2 separate regions of the Mus musculus genome follow, and region 1 is linked to region 2. Evidence: chromatin contacts called from public HiChIP or PLAC-seq data. All regions are on one chromosome and are shown on one strand. The core of a region is the stretch at or near the end of the contact, and the rest is flanking DNA. Distances in the headings are between cores, read along the strand shown. Region 1 has its middle 7.9 kb from the start of Ncmap. Region 2 has its middle 31 kb from the start of Man1c1.

Region 1 (2,981 bases), core at 39-2,538, 670 kb before region 2:
CTTCTTCCTGCCTTGCCACTGAGCTAAGGCGAGTTAATGATTGCATGATATTTTCTTCTGCTGTAAGAAAATATTTTGCTGTGATATCTTTAAATGAAATACAAGGTGTTTTTTGGGTGATTCTTGTGCCTTTTATTTGAGGATAAATATTTCAGAAGAGTGCCCAGTGGTGCTCAGTCTGTGGCTAGATGGGTATATAGATGGGTATATAGATCGGTATATAGATGGTATATAGATGGGCATATAGATCGGTATATAGATGGTATATAGATGGGCATATAGATCGGTATATAGATGGTATATAGATGGGTATATAGATCGGTATATAGATGGTATATAGATGGGCATATAGATCGGTATATAGATGGGCATATAGATCGGTATATAGATGGGCATATAGATCGGTATATAGATGGGCATATAGATCGGTATATAGATGGGCATATAGATCGGTATATAGATGGGCATATAGATCGGTATATAGATGGGCATATAGATCGGTATATAGATGGGCATATAGATCGGTATATAGATGGGAATATAGATCGGTATATAGATGGGCATATAGATCGGTATATAGATGGGTATATAGATGGGTATTGTGATGGTTTGTATATTCTTGGGCCAGGGAGTGGCACCATTTGGAGGTGTGGCCTTGTTGAAATAGGTGGGACCTGGTTGGAGTAGGTGTGCCACTGTGGGTGTGGGCTTAAGATCCTCACCCTAGTCGCCTGGAAGTCAGTCTTCCACTAGCAGCCTTTGGATGAAGATGTAACCTCTCAGCTCTGCCTGCACCATGCCTGCCTGGACACTGCCATGCTCCCACCTTGATGATAATGGACTGAACCTCTGGACCTGTAAACCAGCCCCAACTAAATGTTGTTTTTTATAAGACTTGCCTTGGTCATAGCATCTGTTCACAGCAGTAAAACCCTAACTAATACAGAAATATGAGATGGGTATATAGGTGGGTTTATAGATGGGCGTTTGTGTGTGTGTGTGTGTGTATGTATGTATGTATATATATGGGGGGATTGGGGTTTTTTTGTTTGTTTTTTTGGATTCGTTGTTAAATAATTTACTCCAAATGAATGGGAAAACGCAGTATCACTCAGTGCTCTCTGTGGGTGGTAGACGTGAGTCACAATTTCCCTACAATTCAGAGAAGTAATCAGGTGACTCTGGTCTTGGCCCAGTGCCATGCACCTTCAGCATCTTTTGAGTAACTGAGATCTTGATTGGCGAGTTCTCTGCTCTTCCTGGCTAAGGGATTCTGTCAAGCCTGCCCCCCCCCCCCCAGAAGAGGAAATGAAGTGAGCAAGCTGGTGTTTTCTCAGTCTCTCACGAGCTGAGGTTTCTAATACTGTCTAGCTGATTTCCTGGGCTACTGTAGTCATTTCTGAGGTGATTCCTAGCCCATTAGAAATTCCTAGTAACCGCTGGTAAAGCTAGAGCAGAGAGGGGAGGGGTCCCTCTGCACCTGAGAAGCTGCCTTTGAGTGTGAAGTGATCCTAGGCTCACTAGCAGTTTCCCCTGTGAAAGGCCACACGCACACATACACACATACTCACACATGTGCATGCATGTACACACAAACACATCACCATCATCATCTCGTAGTTAATGGGGCGGGAACTGGTGTTTCTAGACTTTTTATTTCTGCCAGTGAGCAGTGACCACAGAAGGGATAACTCTAAAGACCACCACACTGTACTAAGGAAAATGGAGAAGAAAAAAACCAGAAGCCAGGCTCAAGGGAGGACTGTGACAACAGGTTGGGGAGGCAGAGAGGAAAGCCTAAAGATAAAGTGGGGCTGGTGGAATTGCCTAGTGGTTAGGGACGCTTGCTGCCCTTGCAAAGGATTTGGTTCTCAGCACCCACAAGGTAGTTCACAACCACTGGATCCAGGGAATACAGTACTCTCTTCTGACCTCCACGGACAGGGGCACACATGTGGTGCACAGACACGCATGCAGGAAAAACACACATACACATAAAATAAATCTTTTTTTTTTTTTTTTTTTTTTGGTTTTTCGAGACAGGGTTTCTCTGTATAGTCTTGGCTGTCCTGGAACTCACTTTGTAGACCAGGCTGGCCTCGAACTCAGAAATCCGCCTGTCCCTGCCTCCCAAATGCTGGGATTAAAGGCGTGCGCCACCACCGCCCAGCCATAAAATAAATCTTAACAAAAATCTTTTAACACGTTTTCCTTTGACTGCCAGTCTTATGCAGGGACCTGCCACCTGCCCTTGCAGCTGTCCCATAATAGCCAGTCATTCTGCAGACTCCTTTTGATGTGTCTGGTTAGGATAGGACCTCTGTGCTCTGGTCATAGGCTTTGACACAGACAGATAACCAGGTGACAGGTCACAGACAGGTGACAGGTCACAGGCTGGCCCAGGTGCTAGTGTTTAAGAAACAGTGACTCCAGAGCATTTGTGTGAGAAGGGTGGAGCGCAGGGGAAGCTGGGAAGGGAGGCTCCCTGAGAGTGATATCTGGGGTGACTCCACCCAGCTAGCAGAGAGCAAAAGGTGGGGCCATAGCACCAGTGACATCTCTGCTCAGGACTGTGACCCTCAGACCTGCCAGATCTCAATCTCCTTCCCCAGGGCTCCCACAATGCTAAGCAGTTAGGGGTTGTTGGGGGCGGTTCTGATTTTTGATTTTTTGGCCAAGTCCAAAGCCCTGGGTTTTTTCAGGTATAAATTGCACTAATAGTACCTTCCCTGCCGAACATTTATTTATTTGAATTTTTCAATATAGAGGTTTCTCTGTGTAATAGTCCTGGCTGTTCTAGAAGTCACTCTGTAAACCAGGCTGGCCTTGAACTCACAGAGATCCACCTGCCTCTGCCTACCAAGTGCTGGGATTAAAACAGTATGCCACCATGCCCATCTTTTAAAAAATAAAATAAAATCTTTTATTGCATTTACTTATTTCTTGTGTGCGGGCACGCCCGTGTGTGCATGAGGGGATCA
Region 2 (3,153 bases), core at 522-3,021:
AAAACTCCTAGCAGACTTGTGGGGCACCAGAAGCCCAGCTCCCTCCCTCCGGGTCTCACAGTTTCTGTTACTCGCAGCCAAATGTACCCCATACAGCACAAGGCCATAAAATAAGAGAAAGAGCCGAGGCTGCCCCGGGGCTGTGTGCATGTGTACAGCCGGCAGAAGAGGGAGAAGCTCTGAGCACAGCTGCCTCTGGAATTTGTCCCCGGAGAGGGATCTAACTCTACATTGGGCTTTCCACAAACCGCTCCAGTGGCAGAAAAAGGCAAGAGAATTTTTAGCCTGGTTATATAAAGTGTTTCTTGGCCCCAGGCACAGACTGGAGCTAGGATTTGAGGATTTGAACTAACTCACTCTCTCTCTCTCTTCTCTCTCTCTCTTCTCTCTTCTCTCTCTCTCTTCTCTCTCACTGTCTCCTCTCTCACTCTCTTCTCTCCCTTCTCTGTTCTCCACCCTCTACTCCTGCAGCACCCCCCCTCCCCCTTTGTCACAGAAGCAGAATCTGCCTTCAAACACCTCCTGTCCCCATGGGCTGTATGGACTGGGCCCTGCCCTCAGGCCTCTGACCTTGATGGTGGTTTTTCCCTTCCAGATGGCCACAGGCCACCATTTAATTAATGGAGTAAATGTAATTTAATTAGCTGTTTCAACACTCACTCCACACTTCGGGCCATTAGATCCACATTCCCTTGGATGTGCTGTGGGGCTTTCTCCGCCCTCTGACCTGACTAGACCAGACAGATCTTTGATTCTTCCATCTCCTCAACTTCCAAAGTCAACTTTTTTAGTGGAAAACAAAAGGAAATTACTGAAGAGACACCAAGTTGCTCATGGGATCTACGGGAAAAGCTGGCTCAGGGGAAGGTGGAGTTGAGGACAGGTTGTGGCTCCTGGCGTGGACAATGTGCCTTATGGGAAACCGTGGCCGTAAGGGATAGGGGTGCTCGCTGGGCAGCCCGGCACTGCTACTGCTCACCAACAAGTCGTTTCAGCTGTGCCCTGTGTGACACTTGTGTGTCCCTGACATGAAGGAGGTGCCTGAGAAACTGAGGTAGGGACAGGTGTGCTTCCACAGCTGGCCAGCTGGGACCAATGTCAGGTTCCCACTTAAGACAGACCTGCCTTCCTGCTCACCAGCTAAGAAAGGGGACTGAATAGTAAGAGTTAGAAACCCAGCAAACCGGGTGTTATCATTTCCACAGAGGTGGTCTCTGCTTAAATTCCAAGAGCTGAGCCTGGCAGTGGTGGCACACACCTTTAATCCCAGCACTTGGGAGGCAGAGGCAGGCAGATTTCTGAGTTCAAGGCCAGCCTGGTCTACAGAGGGAGTCCCAGGAGAGCCAGGGCTACACAGAGAAACCCTGTCTCGAAAATACAAAACAAAACAAAATTCCAAGAGCTGTTACTGGCTTCCCCACTGTGGTAGATCAGAGAAGGGCTCTGTGTTTTTGTCTGTTATTATCTCCAGGCTTGGTGGGCATGGTGACAACAGGACAATGTTGTAACCGTGAGTCCTTGCAAGCCAGGCTTCTGGAGCCTTACCAACTTCAGGGCCCGGCAGAGGCAGGCTGAGCCTGCCCGGTATCAAGCACTGTGGGCCTGCTTGGCATGGGTTTCAGCGCAAGAGGGGACCCCTATGGAGACAGTGGAAGCCACAGCAGGCCAGTTTCTCACTAGAAGCACGGGTGTGGCAGGAATATGTGTTTCCTGTTGCCTCAGGGTGTGGTGGTAGTGTGAGGATGCTGGCTACCGCCCACAATTGAGGTACTGGAGCCCACTGCGGTAAACTTGGGGCCGCTGTGCGCACTCAACCCACATCTGGGCATGCTCACAGAGCCTCCTGATGGTGGCAAAGGTCTCCTCCATCAGACTGTCAGTCCCTGAACCTGAGGCCATCTCCCCTCTCACTAGAGGCTCCTAAGGGTTAAGGGAAGCTTCCTCTTACATAGCCAGAGCTTCTGTGTACAAAGGTCTCCCACTGGCTACTGAGGATTCTGAGCACTCCTTCCTCCCGGTTAGAGGGTAGGGAAGCCATGGGGCGCACACTAGGTTCAGACATGAAGGGTGGGGCCGGCAGAACTGGGAGGAACCGGTTTATCCTGAAGGAGGTTGAGCGAGGAGTTAGGACTTGCTGAGGTAATCCTCCAGGGGGGCCATCCCCTCCACCGGAGGATGAGGTGTGACCAAAGGAATGTAGTGCCTAGGGGTAGCCCTGCTGGCCCAGGCTCAGCCCCAGGAAACGGTTGCCAGGCCCGCCCCTTGGAGGCTCCAGCCCCGCCCCTTGGAGGCTCCAGCCCCGCCCCTTGGAGGCTCCAGCCCCGCCCCTTGGAGGCTCCAGCGTTGTTCTACTTGGAGGTTTTGAGTACTTGGCCCCTGCTCCTGGTTATTGTCTCATCCTACAGAGGCTGACAGATGTGCACAGCTGGATGGGGGCGCTCAGCAAAATCCAGATGCCTCACCACAGGCCTGAGCCATAGAGCTGGGCTCTGGGTGCTAGTCCCAGCACCATCAACCTCCATGGGTCTTAGTTTCCCTATCTGTCCAGAGGGAGGGTGCCTTCATTCTTCCCTCAGACACTAACTGGGGTTTCCTTGGTCTTCTGGCCTTATTATTTGGGGTGCATGGTTTGATTTTGTATACTTCTCCTCTCTAATTTACATTAAAAAACCAATTGTTTTATTTTCATTTGTGTGTACGTATTTGTGTGTGCGCATGCATGTGCATGCCATGCGAGTGTGGGTACCTGCAAAGTCTGGAAGAGGGCATCAGATCCGCTGGGGTGGGAGTTCCTTGAATCCCGTGACATGGATGCTGGGAACTGAACCAGGGTCCTCTGGAAGAGAAGCAAACACTTAGCCAGGGAGCCACTGCTCTGCAGCTCCATGCCAGTCTCTTCAGAGGCTGAGCTCACAAGCCTGGCTAGGAAAATGAGCTTCAGTTTCACGCTCACTGACGTTTCCGCCCGCTCTGCTGGTCTTTAAGCTGCAGCTGCACTTTTTTGGATTAAGTTATTGGGTTCCATTGTCTACCACTCCTCTGCACCCAAATCCCTTCGAACCCCCAACACTCGGTAGGAGAGAAAGAGGGTGACAGGGGAAAGGGACACAGGTCTTTTTAGATTACTTCCTGATGACTAGGGATATCGAATTC

What was found. HiChIP or PLAC-seq counts read pairs in DNA pulled down with a chosen protein or histone mark.
Region 1: an HNF4G HiChIP or PLAC-seq map of pancreatic cancer cells shows a contact between it and region 2. The contact joins two enhancer-like sites. A contact is called at or near these places in 2 of 39 promoter capture datasets (liver and pre-B cells) and 1 of 115 datasets of contacts at active chromatin or transcription factors (pancreatic cancer cells).

Annotation. Positions count from the first base shown.
Region 1 is chr4:135,404,623-135,407,603 of GRCm38.p6, reverse strand. No RefSeq gene overlaps it. Among named protein-coding and RNA genes, the nearest start is that of Ncmap, 7.9 kb to the right of the region's middle. Within about 2 kb of position 1,288, at least 46 of the 459 cell types and tissues checked have an H3K27ac peak or open chromatin away from gene starts, as enhancers often do. A contact at or near this core is called in pancreatic cancer cells, where this site is marked.
Region 2 is chr4:134,733,384-134,736,536 of GRCm38.p6, reverse strand. No RefSeq gene overlaps it. Among named protein-coding and RNA genes, the nearest start is that of Man1c1, 31 kb to the right of the region's middle. Within about 2 kb of position 1,771, at least 248 of the 459 cell types and tissues checked have an H3K27ac peak or open chromatin away from gene starts, as enhancers often do. A contact at or near this core is called in pancreatic cancer cells, where this site is marked.